2 separate regions of the Sus scrofa genome follow, and region 2 is linked to region 1. Evidence: chromatin contacts called from public HiChIP or PLAC-seq data. All regions are on one chromosome and are shown on one strand. The core of a region is the stretch at or near the end of the contact, and the rest is flanking DNA. Distances in the headings are between cores, read along the strand shown. Region 1 overlaps UBE4B (ubiquitin conjugation factor E4 B). Region 2 overlaps KIF1B (kinesin-like protein KIF1B).

Region 1 (7,115 bases), core at 4,510-7,009:
TTTCTTGGGCCGCTCCCGCGGCATATGGAGTTTCCCAGGCTAGGGGTCTAATCAGAGCTGTAGCTGCCAGCCTACGCCAGAGCCACAGCAACGCAGGATCCGAGCCGTGTCTGCGATCTACACCACAGCTCACGGCAACGCCAGATCCTTAACCCACTGAGCAAGGGCAGGGATCGAACCCGCAACCTCATGGTTCCTAATCAGATGTGCTAACCACTGCGTCACGACGGGAACTCCTAAAATTTTTTTAAATTTATTTTTATCATTATTATTATTTTTGACCTCACCTGTGGCATATGGCCAATCTTCCCTGGCCAGAGATTGAATCTGAGCCATGTCTGTGGCTTACGGCATAGGTGTGGCAACGCTGGATCCTTAACCCACTGCACCAGGCTGGGGATCAGACCCACACCGCCACAGGGACAATGCTGGATACTTAACCTGCCGCGCCACAGCGGGAACTCCCTTGTTGCACTTTTTTTTTTTTTTTTTTAATAAATCTTGTGATGAAAAAACATGCAATCACTGCCTGGCGTTGGAGAATTCCTAAGAGTCAAACCTTTCTTTCTCCCTGAGAAAAAAAACAGTTTACTCTAAGATAACTTGCCTTGTCTGCATTCCTTTTGCGGGGAAGGGAAGAGAAGCCCTGCAGGCAGCTGAGAGGATGTAGTGAAGAAAGGTGCTAGAGTAGGGAGCCTCCTGCACACAGGCCTGACTGCCACACAGGCAGAGTGGCCAGGAAATGGTTTGGTCGTGTCCAAACCAGAACTCTTCTGGGGTTGAAAGGGGCTCTGTTAGAACTAGGAACACGCGGAGTACGTGGCCGGGGCTGGGGTGGATGGTCCCCCTGCTGTGTGTGACACCTTTGGGCTGGGGGGGAGCGTCTGGGTAAAAGCACTGAAGCTTTGAGGTTTTCATTTGGGAGTCAGTTCTGAACATGACCACAAAATCTTTTGGAAGAGAAACGTGATGGGGAAAGCGGCTTCTTATTCTTTTTAGGGCCACACCTGCGGCATATGGAGGTTCCCAGGTTAGGGGTCGAATCAGAGCTGCAGCTGTTGGCCTGCACCACAGCCACAGCAATGCGGGATCTGAGCTTCGTCTGTGACCTACACCACAGCTCACGGCAATGCCAGATCCTCAACCCACTGAACAAGGTCAGGGACCGAACCCGCAACCTCGTGGTTCCTAGTCAGATTCCCTTCCGCTGCGCCACAGCAGGAACTCCAAAAGCCAGCTCTTGAAACTTGGCGTAAACAGTTTTTTGAGTTGGGTGGGTAATCTGGGAAGTGACGCAGAGTGTGATTAGCAAACAGATGGCAGAGGTGACTGCTGTTCTCTCATCTCTTCCACTTGTGCTTTGTGTGTCCTGTGGCAGTTTTCAGCTGCTTGGAGGGCTTGGTCCTCTCATTGTAGTGTGGGGATCTGGGTTCATCAAGCTGTCAAATTCCCATTAGACTAACAGCGAAGACTTATCAAACAACTCAGAACTGCCCCAACACCGTGTTTCTCACCAAAGCTCCCCAGCTTTGCTGGTGCTCCTGTGTCCCTTTGCCTGCTGAGTCCTGCCTGTCCTGAGGAAGAAACTCCTGAGGCAGCATCGCAGCACGAGAATTTGTATGTTGCTCGATTTTCAGAGTTACTCTCTGGGATGATTCAGAGATGACATTACTGTAGTTAGTGAAAGTGAACTTGAGTTCTGAAAACCTAACAGTGAAAAAAGGCTGGCTGATGCTCTGCACAGACCAGTGACCATGTCTCCGGGGAACTGAGTATTTATAAACTTGCACACGATGAGTGCTAGAACAGCTTATCCAGCTTAGGCAAACAGGGGGATTGATTTGAAGGATATAGGATTCTCCTTCTGAACCCAGGGACAGAAAGGTAGCTGGGTCACAGGAAGGGATGGGAACCCAGAATCCGGATGCCACCAGGGCTTCCTCTGGCTTGGGTTTCTGCTTCGTTAGTCTCCCCTGTACACACTGTGCAGTACTTTGCCCCTCTTCTCGCTTCCTCCTACTTGTGGGCCACCCTTCACACCTCCTGTGTGCAGCAGGACACAGCTAGCGAAGACCCAAGCCGGGCTTGTAGGTCTCAATTTTCTCCCAACATTTTATTCTGAAAATATTCAAATCTGGGAGCTCCCTGGTGGTCTAGCAGTTAAGGATCCAGTGTTGTAACTGCTGTGGCACGGGTCCATTCCCTGGCCAAGGAACTTCTGCATGCTGCAGCCAAAAAAAAAAAAAAAAGAAGGAAAATGCTCAAATCTGCTGAAAGGTTGATGGAGTCACCTGGATTCATCATTTGTTGGCGTTGCTTTTTTCTGTATTCACAGTGTGTGTACATATAAACGTACATACATACTTACATGTTGGGTTTTCTTTTTCTTTTTTGTCTTTTTAGGGCCACATCCATGGTATATGGAGGTTCCCAGGCAAGGGGTTGAATCAGAGCTGCAGCTGCCAGCCTACACCACAGCCACAGCCGCACCAGATCTGAGCCATGTCTGTGACCCACACCACAGCTCACGACAAGGCTGTATCCTTTTTTTTTTTTTTGGGGGGGGGGGTCTTTTTGCCTTTTCTAGGGCCACTCCTGTGGCATATGGAGGTTCCCAGGCTAGGGGTCGAATCGGAGCTGTAGCCACCGGCCTACGCCAGAGCCACAGCAATGCGGGATTTGAGCCGCATCAGAGACCCACACCACAGCTCACGGCAACGCCGGATCCTTAACCCACTGATTCACTGATTGAGGCCAGGGATCAAACCCGCGTCCTCATAGATCCTAGTTGGGTTCGTTACCACTGAGCCATACCAGGAGCTCCACATACACATTGGTTATGACTAAACTATTTGATGTATGGGAACCATAAAGTGGGGATGGGACACTGGAGCTGGTAAAGGAAGCCTCGCTGAGAAGGTCACACATGTCACTGGGCGGTCGGCTTGGAGAGCAGGGTGTCGAGGAGAAAGAGTCAGCGAGCGGTACAGTAAGTGACCCCTGTTTGTGCTGGAGAAAGAGCCTCTACTGCCCAGACCATGCTGTGCTCCAAACAGCCACCGCCGCTTCCTGGCAGGAGGTTATGTTCTCAGCCCCTGTGGCTGCAGGTGTGGCCGCGTGACTTGCTCTGGTCAGTGCGGTGTGAGCAGAAACAGCTGGTCCCGCCCTCTCCCTTGGCCCCGATGTGGCAAGTCCCTGCAGAGGCTACTTTGTCATCCTGGGTCTTTGGAGTGAGGTTGTTTTGAGCAGAGCAGCACTTTCATCGGAATGTTTTCAGCTTTTACAGAAATAGTAGGAAAAAATGATAGTTTCATGCTCTATTTTGTTTTTTTTAGAAGTAGAATTAATATGACAGGACCCTTGTGAGAGGTGCGAGTGGGCAGCGCAGAAGCTCTGTGGACAGTTTCATTCTCTTCGCTAAAAATTATAGAAAGGAAGAGTTGCCACTGTGGTGCAGTGGGGTTGGTGGTGTCTGTGTAGCTCCAGGACTCAGGCTTGATCGCCAGCCTGGCACAGAGGGTTAAGGATCCAGTGTTGCCGCAGCTGTGGCTAGGATCTGATCCCATCCCTGGCCCAGGAACCCCATATGCCTCAGGGCAGCCAAGAAAATGAAAAGAGAAGATAAGAAAAAAATGGAAATTTATTGTGTAACATTGCCATTTTCACTTACATATAATTTGTACTAGTATCTTTTGTAAGTATACCCAAATAGAATCACAGTGTGTACCCTTTAGCACCTGCTTTTTCAACTCGACTTTTAAAAAAATATTGTGGGAGTTCCCGTCAAGGCGCAGCAGAAATGAATCCGACTAGGAACCATGAGGTTGTGGGTTTGATCCCTGGCCTTGCTCAGTGAGTTAAGGATCCGGCGTTGCCATGAGCTGTGGTGTAGGTCGCAGACGTGGCTTGGATCCAGCATTACTGTGGCTATGGTGTAGGCCAGCAGCAACAGCTCTGATTAGACCCCTATCCTGGTAACCTCCGTATGCCGCAGGTGTGGCCCTAAAAAAAACAAAAGACAAATATAAAATATATAAATATATATAAAATATATATAGTGGTAAAATATATATAACATAAAAATATACCTTCTTTTAGGAGCAGGAGATAGAAGTGACTAGAAAACACCTTGTTTCCTTTTATTTATTTTTATTTATTTATTTATTTATTTTGTCTTTTGTCTTTTTGCTATTTCTTTGGGCCGCTCCTGCGGCATATGGAGGTTCCCAGGCTAGGGGTCAAATCGGAGCTGTAGCTGCCAGCCTACGCCGGAGCCACAGCAACGCGGGATCCAAGCCGCGTCTGCAACCTACACCACAGCTCACAGCAACGCTGGATCGTTAACCCACTGAGCAAGGGCAGGGATTGAACCCGCAACCTCATGGTTCCTAGTCGGATTCGTTAACCACTGCGCCACGACGGGAACTCCCTTGTTTCCTTTTAGAGATAGAGCACGGCCAAGATACCATATATGTATGTATGTACGTACATATGTACATACCTAGGTACTATGTGTAACCTCCCTGTTAAGTGCTGATGGATGTCCCAGGCTGAGTTGCAGTCTCCCTCTTTGTGTAATTTCTACTCTCATTACCTCTTGGGCAGATCTTATTTTGCTGTGTTATTATTGTCGATTTCTTATGTCTTTTCCCCAGTGGATCTGGAAATGCTTGAAGGTAGAGCTTGTGACTCCAGTATTGTCATATCTTTATTGCTTGCTCTAGTGGCTGGTGCAAAGTAGACACTTACTGAACCAACAAAGGATTGAATTTTGAGGGTGAGATTATGTTCATAAGATATCATTTTTTCCTAGTTTATTCATTAATACTCTCTATGTAAATATAGATATATACAACATGGCATATGGAAGTTCCTGGGCCAGGGATTAAACCCAAGCCATAGCAGCAACCTGAGCTGCTACAGCGACGCCAGATCCTTAATCTGCAGCACCACAAGAGAACTCCATACTCTGTCTATAGTTTAAACTAGAAAATGGAAATACTCTTTTTTTTTTTTTAGGGCCGCGCCTGGGGCATGGAGGTTCCCAGGCTAGGGGTCTAATCAGAGCTACAGCTGCCGGCCTACGCCACAGCCACAGCAATGTAGGACCTAAGCCACATTAGCAACTACACCACAGCTCACGGCAACGCCAGATCCTTAACCCACTGAGCAAGACCAGGGATTGAACCTGCAACCTCATGGTTCCTAGTCGGATTCATTTCTGCTGCACCATGATGGGAACTCCGGAAATATTCTTTATTTCAAAATACACATTCATCAAAGAGGAAGTTTACTAATATTCTGATGTTAGACTATAAACATAGTATCTGAAATACCAACAGCCTATATACATGAATTCATTTATTCATAATAATGGACAAGCACTGTGTCATCAGGGGAGTAAGGCTGCCTCCATCCACAGGTCACCGCAACTTCAGAACGGATTTTCTTCTGTAAAGATCAAGGGAGCACGGGTAAGATTGGGTCCTCCAGAGCTAGACTATCTTCTCTTTTGCTTTCCAGCTGTGTGACCTTGAGCAAGTCACTTAACCTCTCTGAGTTCAGTTTTCTCATCTGTAAAATGGGAAAATAAAGGTACCGCCCTCTTTGGATTATTAACCAAAGTTGTGTATCTGAAGCCCGTAGAACCAGCATCTGGCACTTGATAAGCATTTGGTAATTGTTAATCCTATTAGTGTTAATTATTTTTTGTCTCAGAGTCTGCAGCAGCCTTTTGAAGCAATCGTCAGTGACTAACCTAGAAACTTCATTCTCTGAGCGCTGTATTCACTTCCTCTTTGCAAGAGGAGATGGCGGAGTTGTTTTGAGAAGTAAGGAGACATTTTTACCTGTGTTCCGTTGAAATCTTCGAAGGAGAATTTAAGTCACAATTTCCTATAATCTTAAGATTTAGGGGAAAAGTGCTTTTTTTTTTTTTTTTTCAAATTTTTGGTCTCATATATATATATAAGCTGACAGTGGTAGATTGAGTTTATTTTATTTTGGGCCACAGGGTGAGGCTTGACTTGGGATCTCAGTTTCCAGGCCAGGAGTTGAAGCCAGCCACAGCAAAGGGGTCAAATCGCAACTACTAGACCGCCAGGGAACTCCCTAGACTGAGTTTAATATAGTCTTTAAGGATTTAAGTGACAAGACTCTTGGCGCTTTTAAGTGAAAATTAATTTAAAATTGTGACTTTTGGAAAGGAAACTCGGTGGACTTTAGACCCCAGAGCTCTGGTGTTTAGATTCCAACGTATTTTTTTTTTTTTTTTAAGATATATTGTTGGGCTTCGATATGGGCATATTGTGAAACTGTCACAGCATTTTATAAGTTTTAGATATGACCATCTATTAAAAAAGAAAATAAATCCTGCAAAAATAAAAGAGATTTCTCTAGAAGGACACCAGCCCAAAGAGTAAATATTTGCAAGTGTTTCTCTTTATGTTGGAATTTAATATTTTTGAGTAGAAAAGTAAGATGCTTTTATAGAATGACTAGTAAATTTAAAGCAATGCTTTTTGAAGTTCCCGTCCTGGTGCAGCGGAAACAAATCTGACCAGGGACAATGAGGTTGAGGGTTCGATCCCTGGCCTCGCTCAGTGGTTTAAGGATCCAGTGTTGCTGTGAGCTGTGGTGTAGGTCGCAGACTCGGCTCAGATTTGGTGTTGCTGTGGCTGGCAGCTATAGCTCCGATTTGGTCCCTAGCCTGGGAACCTCCATATGCCAAGGGTGTGGCCCTAAGAAACAAAACAAAGCCAATGCTCTTTGGATTTATTTCGCCCCCCACACACATACAAACTGCTAAAAATAGGAGGGACAGTTCGGCCCATCCTGTGTTAGCTTTTGCCTTATGTCACCACAGCAGCCCTTGCTGTTTTGGACAGAAGCTGTTTGGAATCTACTTTTAGTTAATCAGAAACATGAGGGTAGGAAGCACTGCATCAGGATAGAACAATTCCACGGAAACCCCTATTTTAACGTCATTTGTGAAATAAGAACTGAAACAGGAAAGACAAGAAAAACTCTAGGAATGAAATTTCATGATCAGTATGTTTGGGTTTGAGTTGTGGTTTAGGACATAAGCTGAGGAATTGGGAGTTCCCTTTTTATGC
Region 2 (7,321 bases), core at 2,874-5,373, 220 kb after region 1:
TACAGAGGATGTGGGAACATTTTTACAAAGTAAATGACAAATTAAATATTTCCTGAGGTTGTAGGAACTCTACCCTTTTGAGTTCTTTTTTTTTTTTTTTTTTTTTGTCTTTTTGCCTTTTTGCCTTTTCTAGGTCCGCTCCTGTGGCATGTGGAGGTTCCCAGGCTAGGGGTCTAATCGGAGCTGTAGCCACTGGCCTATGCCACAGCCACAGCAACGCAGGATCTGAGCCGAGTCTGCAGCCTACACCACAGCTCACAGCAACGCCTGGTCCCCAGCCCACTGAGCAAGGCCAGGGATCGAACCTGCAACCTCATGGTTCCTAGTCGGATTTGTTAACCACTGCGCCACAACGGGAACTCCCCTTCTGAGTTCTTAACTGAAACCTCTGTAATAAAAGAGAGACTGATGTGAGAAAAACAAAGAGGTTCATTAACATGTATACCTTAGGTATACATGGGAGATACCAGGGGGAAAAATGGCTAACTCCCTAAGATGGCCTAGAATTCTGCCTTAAATACCATCTTAATAGGTAAAGGGATAGAGAGGTAGTCCGCAAGGGAGAGTCACTGACTTTTAGGACAATTGGGGGTAGGGGGAGGGATGGTAGTTTGGGACAGAGTTTGTCTGGGTGTGGTGTCAACTTCTAGTTTTTTCTCCTGGTTAGTAAAACTTCTGGGAGGGGATTTATGACAACTGAGTTCTTTTTGAACAGTCTGTCTTTAGGCAGATAAGGGAAGTTCAGAGAAAGCTTCACCCTCCCTGTGCTGTTTTTCTTGTGCCCAACAGCTCAAAATAATATGTCCTGTGGCCTTTTTTGGTTGATTTGGCCACAGCGTGTAGCACCTGATATGGGATCTCAGTAACCAGACCAGGCATTGAACTCGAGCTGCATTGGTGAAAGTGCAGAGTCCTGATCACTAGACCTCCAGGGAACTTCTCAAATTGACATTTCTAGGAGTGGCAAATTCTTCAGCCCTTCAAGATTTTTGACCAAGTGTTTATAAAAATTATGGTTGCTCCATTCAGAGAATCAGCCTGCCCTAATTTTTCTTTTATGTTCTCCATGCTTTGTCCTTGTCAAGAATTGGATCTTGCTCTTTATCCCAGAATTTATGTTTTTAAATAGAATGCATTAGTGCAGTTTGGGGAGGCCCGAAAAGAGAGCTTTCCGTTTATTGTGGAATTGCAGCTAGGAATGAAGGAAGTTCCTCTTCCAGGCACTCTGGGTAATCCAGGAAGCCATCAGCCTCCTGTACGTCCCTGTCCTTCTCACAGCCTCCTCAGTGGTGCTTGCTCCTAATTGATTGTCTGTGACCTTTTTCAGACCCCACATCTCGTTAACCTCAATGAGGACCCGCTAATGTCCGAATGCCTGCTTTATTACATCAAAGATGGAATTACTAGGTACGTTTGTTTCTCCTTTTGGTCACGATTTTGAACACGATGTTTTTCTAGATTATTGAAAAACCAAAGGGAAGTTGTTTGTTGAAAAATTTCTTATAACAGTTTCCTGTTTTTCCCATTTGAAGTAGTTACAAATTATCCTCTCTATGCTTTTCTCAAATTATTTAGTTGTTTTAACCGCCAAACCACTGAACATGTGTCTTTTTTTCCTCACTGTCTCTAAGTAAAATTTTTCCTTCTAGCATCACATGTGAATTCATTAAGGAGATTAGTTCACCCTTATCTTTTTGTGATGCTGTGTGAGTTATTTGGTGTATCATTGCCCATTGTTTCTTATTCTAATGTAGGGGTGTTGATCATATACGAACATAGAATTGGCAGTTCAAAGCCTCTGATTAAAGAAAGGCAATACCTTTTTTGTACGTACCAGAGAATGTTCTTCAGGAGAAAGAGGCTCATTGTTTGTAGTGCTTTTTGTGTCTGAATTTCCCTGGGAAACACTTTGCCTTGTGTTCAGGGTTGGCCAAGCAGATGCTGAGCGGCGCCAGGACATCGTGCTGAGCGGGGCTCACATTAAAGAAGAGCATTGTATCTTCCGGAGCGAGAGAAACAACAGTGGGGATGGTGAGAGTTCTCAGCTTCGCTTTTCCAACAACTCTTCATTCTATATTCTGAGAAATCCCCAAGACTTGGTATTCCCTGTCTCTTTCAGTAATACTTTCTTGTACACTCTAATATTTGAAAATGGAAGAAACCTGGGCTGCTTATAAATGCAGGAATGGACGTAGCTACTTTACATGAAAAAGCCCAGACAAAAGGAGCCCTTTTGTTACTGCCAAGAATTGAGCAGGACTAGGCAGTTAGGCTTGGTCTTGAATTTTAATTATTTAATAGACAAGTGAGGGAACAAATATCCTGGGTAGTGGGAGATTTGAAGGACCTTTAGTCTTAAGCCAGTAGAATTTATTTTTATCTAAAGGGAAGAAAAAGTCTGTCTTGATTTTTGCCCAGATTATTAACACAACAATAACAGTCTAATAGTATTTTTGTGTATATAATTTATTCTTCCCTAATCAGAATATTAGCTTTTGATATTAAGTTTCTGGTTATTACCTATATTTCATACTTAAGATTTTGGAAGCCTTTCATTTTTATGCACTGAATTGTCAGGTATCACTGAAACTAACATTTTCTGTCTTCCTCTGAGGTTTGTCCAGTTTATTTAGATGTCTCCATCCAAGCCACAGTGCTGGTTCTAGTACCCTTCAATGAACTGTTACGTAGCTGCTAAGCCACTTGGTTGTTGCAGGAATTTGTTCTAGTTGTCTTGAGTACACTTAGTCATCTGATCTGCTTTCCATTATTTCCTTCCAGTGGGTTGTGGTGCTAACATTAGTTTGTGTTCCTCTTAGTTATCGTGACCCTGGAGCCCTGTGAACGTTCAGAAACCTATGTCAATGGCAAGAGGGTGGCGCAGCCTGTTCAGCTCCGCTCAGGTGAGACTGGGAGAGGCATGAAGTCTTCAGTTGCTTGTGGGAGCAACTCTTTAATTTCTAACTCTTTGTTAAAAGGTTGAGGTGGTGGTCAACATTAGGATTTATGGGAGTTCCCATCACAGCTAGTAGTTAATGAATCCGACTAGAAACCATGAGGTTGCGGGTTCGATCCCTGGCCTTGCTCAGTGGGTTAAGGATCCGGCGTTGCCGTGAGCTGTGGTGTAGGTTGCAGACGCAGCTCAGGTCCTGCGTTGCTGTGGCTCTGGCGTAGGCCGACGGCTACAGCTCCAATTTGACCCCTAGCCTGGGAACCTCCATATGCCATGGGAGCAGCCCAAGAAATGGCAAAAAAAAAAAAAAATTATGATTTATGTTCTTGTAAAACTCCAAAAGTTTTTTTTTGCATTGTGGAGAGTAAAGTTATTAACTTAGATACTATACATTTGTAAAAATATTTCTTGGTATCTCCCATTGCGGCTTAGTAGGTTAAGGACCTGACTTTGTGTCTATGAGGATGCAGGTTTGATCTCTGGCCTCACTCAGTAGTTTAAGGATCTGGCATTGCCACAAGCTGCAGTGTGGGTCACAGAGGCAGCTGGGATTTCGTGTTGCCATGGTTGTGGTGTAGGCTGCAGGTGCAGCTACACTTTGACCCCTAACCCAGGAACTTCCATATGCTGCAGTTACGGCTATAAAAAGGAAAAAAGAAAAGATTTCTTAACCTCGTTTCTCTTTTATGCCAGGAAACCGCATCATCATGGGTAAAAACCATGTGTTTCGTTTTAACCACCCGGAGCAAGCACGGGCCGAACGGGAGAAGACACCTTCTGCTGAGACCCCCTCTGAGCCTGTGGACTGGACGTTTGCCCAGAGAGAGCTTCTGGAAAAACAAGGAATTGATATGAAACAGGAGATGGAAAAAAGGTAACATACACATGTGATGTGGCCCACATGACTCTCCCTTCTTTTAAACATGGTAGAATTCAAGAAACCGGTCATGGATGTCACAATTTGTTCTTCCCTCTCTGACTTTTCTTTTCCTTCTAGATTACAGGAAATGGAGATCCTATACAAAAAGGAGAAAGAGGAAGCAGATCTTCTCCTGGAGCAACAGAGACTGGTAGGAGCCCACCCCAAATCCTCAGTTAGGAGAGGGCACTTGCTCTCGTATCATACCTTCCCTGTCCCACAGATGAGCACTTGCCCTCAATGCTTATCCAGCTCTCATTGATACCGTGCACTGTTCTCTCATTTCCTTAACAGAAAAGGAACTTACACCTCCTGGGAGTCTTAGCCTGAAAAACTGTCCTTAAAGTTACTCTTTTTGTGCCTCTTACGTCCTAAAGCAAATCTTGTATCAAAACCAAGTGCTTTTGGAGGAAATAGTGGGAGCTTTTCCAATAGCCTTTGCCTATGGATAGTGGCTTTTGAGTATATGGGAGTGGCAGTTCTTTTAATAGTAATTTCTCTCAGTATTGAATTTGGTGGGTGTTTGCCTTGGTTTTGTTTCTGATCACCTGATAGTACTAATTCTCTGCTCTTGGGCTGACCTGGGAATTGTTCTTGTGCTGGGCAGACTTTTTTTTTTTTTTTTTTTTTTAAGTTAAACTGTGTCTAAAAGTGTTGCTGCACAGTTGCATGTGTTAATCCTTTTCTGTTCCCCTGCATGGAGTCTGAATTCTCAGTAAGGGTCTCCGTGGCATATGGGGTGTCAGTGGAAGTAAGGACTGTACAACTGAGATAGGGAAAAGGGGAAGCCTGGTTTCTGCGGGTTGAGAAAGTGTTTGGGTTAGCAGCTGAAAAGCCAGTTTAAGACTGCAGCTTATAAGCTGATGCCTGTAGTATTTTATGATATTAATTGATTTTATAGATTTTGTAAAAATTGAATCTTATGAATAAATAAATTTATCCATTAGCTATATTTTCATTTTTAAAGCCATTCAGTTTTTGTTAACCAAGCCCTGGTTAACAGAATCTTCTTGGCATTCATTTGATATGTAAGAAAAAGGTATAATAGGAATTCCCTCACGGCGCAGCAGATTAAGGATCTGGCATAGTCACTGTAGTGGCTTGGGTCACTGCTGTGGCGCAGGTTTAATCCCTGGCCTGGGAAGTTCCGCATGGTCATGGCCAAAAAAAAAGAAAAAGGCACAACAGTCTTGGGGTACAGTGGATTCAGATTAGGAATTTCTCTTTTTTTTTTTTTAAAGATTCATGAGGAATTCCCACTGTGATTCAGCAGTAACGAACCCAACTAGTATCCATGATTATTGGAGTTCAGTCCCTGGCCTTGCTCAGTGGATTAAGGATCTGGTGTTGCTGTGGCTGTGGCGTAGGCTGGCAGCTACAGCTCTGATGCGACCCCTAGCCTTGGAACCTCCATGTGCCGCAGGTGTGGCCCTAAAAAGTCAAAATAAAAAAGATTCATGGACTTCTTTTAAGATAAGGGGGTATTAGGCAGAAAGTTGGGGTACTGGTTTCTTTCCTTAGCATAAAATACAGAATGCAGAATACCGAGTATAAACCGCAGCATGTAAACTACAGCCTTATGGCTGTGCTCGGCTTTGGAGATGAGAGACTATTGCTCAGTGGCCAGAAAAGCCAAGGACTTGTGCAAAAGCAGCCTCTTCCAGAGCAGCTCAGTTCTCAGGCTTGGCAGTAGGTTAAACCAGTTAGTTTGTTATCTTGGAAATTATAGTAAAGCCCAAAAAAGAATAGATGGCAAGAATAAATCGAATTTTGGGGCAAGATAATAGCAGTGTTATATAGATGGAGCCTCTTTAGGAGGCCTAGTTGGCATTTAGTTTGTAATGAAAACAGAAAGGTTTAGCTACAGTGTGATTAGAGGCTTGAAAACTTTGTGACACATGAAGGAGCCTTTTATCTTCATAATGTGCTATAATCTAATAACATGCCTCTCATGGTCTGTGAGAGATCAAACGAGGACAGGTATAATTAAGCTGTATTTATTATTAACAATAGTGCCTTGTATTTTTGTGTAGTGAATTATAATTTACAAGGAGCTTTAACATCTATCAATTTTTTGATTCCCCAAATGACCTTCTTTGGTGGTGTCTATGTAATTAAAATGGCAAATACTACCTCTAGTTTATAGTTGAGGAAACCAAGTCTAAAAAATGCTGTCTCGCCCACTCTGAAATTCCTATTAAGACATGGGGCTGATGCTTAAACCTAAACTTGGGTCTTCTGACTTGCTTCAGTGTTCTGTCCAGTAGAACAGTGCCTCTCAACCACTTGGAAGTCTTGTTAAGATGCTGATGCTGAAGTTACCATTGTTGCTTAGTGGTTAATGAACCCGTCTAGTATCCATGAGGAATCAGGTTCAATCCCTGGCCTCACTCAGTGGGTTAAGGATCTGGTGTTGCCATAAGCTGTGGTGTAGATCGAAGACACAGCTCAGATCCCATGTTGCTGTGGCTGTGGTGTAGGCCAGCAGCTATAGCTCCAATTTGACCCCTAACCTGGGAACTTCCATACGCCATGGGTGCGGCCCTAAAAAGACCAGTTAAAAAAAAAAATGCTGGTGCTGATCAGTATGTCTGGGGTGGGACCTGAGATTCTGCAGTTTGTAACAGGATCCCAGGTGATGCCAAAACTCCCGGACCAACCTTTGAGTAACTAGGTGTAAAAGAATAATGATGCTTGATGCTCTCTGCATCCAAGAGTTGATGATCATTCTGTGCTCTGAAGTAAAAACAGTGACCACTGAATAAAGAGAAACTAAATGTCTCTAGGACGTATTTAGTTTCCAGGGAACATACTTAGTCTGCGAGTGATCAGGTTCTGATCGTCATTTGCTCTGTGTATCTCAAAGCAATCTAGAACTTCAAGAGCAGCTCCTTAAAGCAGGGAGATTGCTTTCCTGCCGTTAAGTCCAGCTGTCTGTCCCACTTCGATTTCTTGTCCTCCAGAGTTGATTTCTAACTCTTTAGCCTGAAGAATATCTAGCAGTAACAATACTGAACAAAGATGTATTTTTGGAGTTTCCCATGGTGGCGCACTGGTAACAAACCCAACAAACCTCATGGGTACTCCCATGAGGACACGGGTTCGATCCCTGGCCTTGTTCAGTGGGTTATAGATCTGGCATTGTCATGAGCTGTGGTGTGGGTCGCAGGTACAGCTCGGATACTGAGTCACTGTGGCTGTGGTGTAGGCCGGCAGCTACAGTTCTGGTTCAGCCTCTAGCTCAGGAACTTCCATATGCTGCAGGTACAGCCATAAAAAAAAACAGAAAAAAGAAAAGTATTTTTATGACCCTATATTGGTCAACCCACAGATATGTTTTGAATGCACACTATGGATAAACTTTGAGAGGATGCAATGGAATAATTATTAAGTAAATATTTGATATTTACTATATGTGATCATTTTTGCACAGTGACAACCTTAAAAGT

Evidence for each region. HiChIP or PLAC-seq counts read pairs in DNA pulled down with a chosen protein or histone mark.
Region 2: an H3K27ac HiChIP or PLAC-seq map of alveolar macrophages shows a contact between it and region 1. The contact joins two enhancer-like sites. A contact is called at or near these places in 2 of 2 datasets of contacts at active chromatin or transcription factors (alveolar macrophages and skeletal muscle).

What each region holds. Positions count from the first base shown.
Region 1 is chr6:70,366,147-70,373,261 of Sscrofa11.1, forward strand. All of the region lies in intron 1 of UBE4B (ubiquitin conjugation factor E4 B), which reads left to right. Among named protein-coding and RNA genes, the nearest start is that of UBE4B, 24 kb to the left of the region's middle. Within about 2 kb of position 5,760, at least 2 of the 83 cell types and tissues checked have an H3K27ac peak or open chromatin away from gene starts, as enhancers often do. A contact at or near this core is called in alveolar macrophages, where this site is marked.
Region 2 is chr6:70,582,833-70,590,153 of Sscrofa11.1, forward strand. KIF1B (kinesin-like protein KIF1B) reads left to right here. Exons shown (of 46, transcript XM_021095324.1): 16 at 1,328-1,407; 17 at 1,925-2,031; 18 at 2,820-2,903; 19 at 3,647-3,827; 20 at 3,951-4,023. Among named protein-coding and RNA genes, the nearest start is that of TRNAE-UUC, 83 kb to the right of the region's middle. Within about 2 kb of position 4,124, at least 6 of the 83 cell types and tissues checked have an H3K27ac peak or open chromatin away from gene starts, as enhancers often do. A contact at or near this core is called in alveolar macrophages, where this site is marked.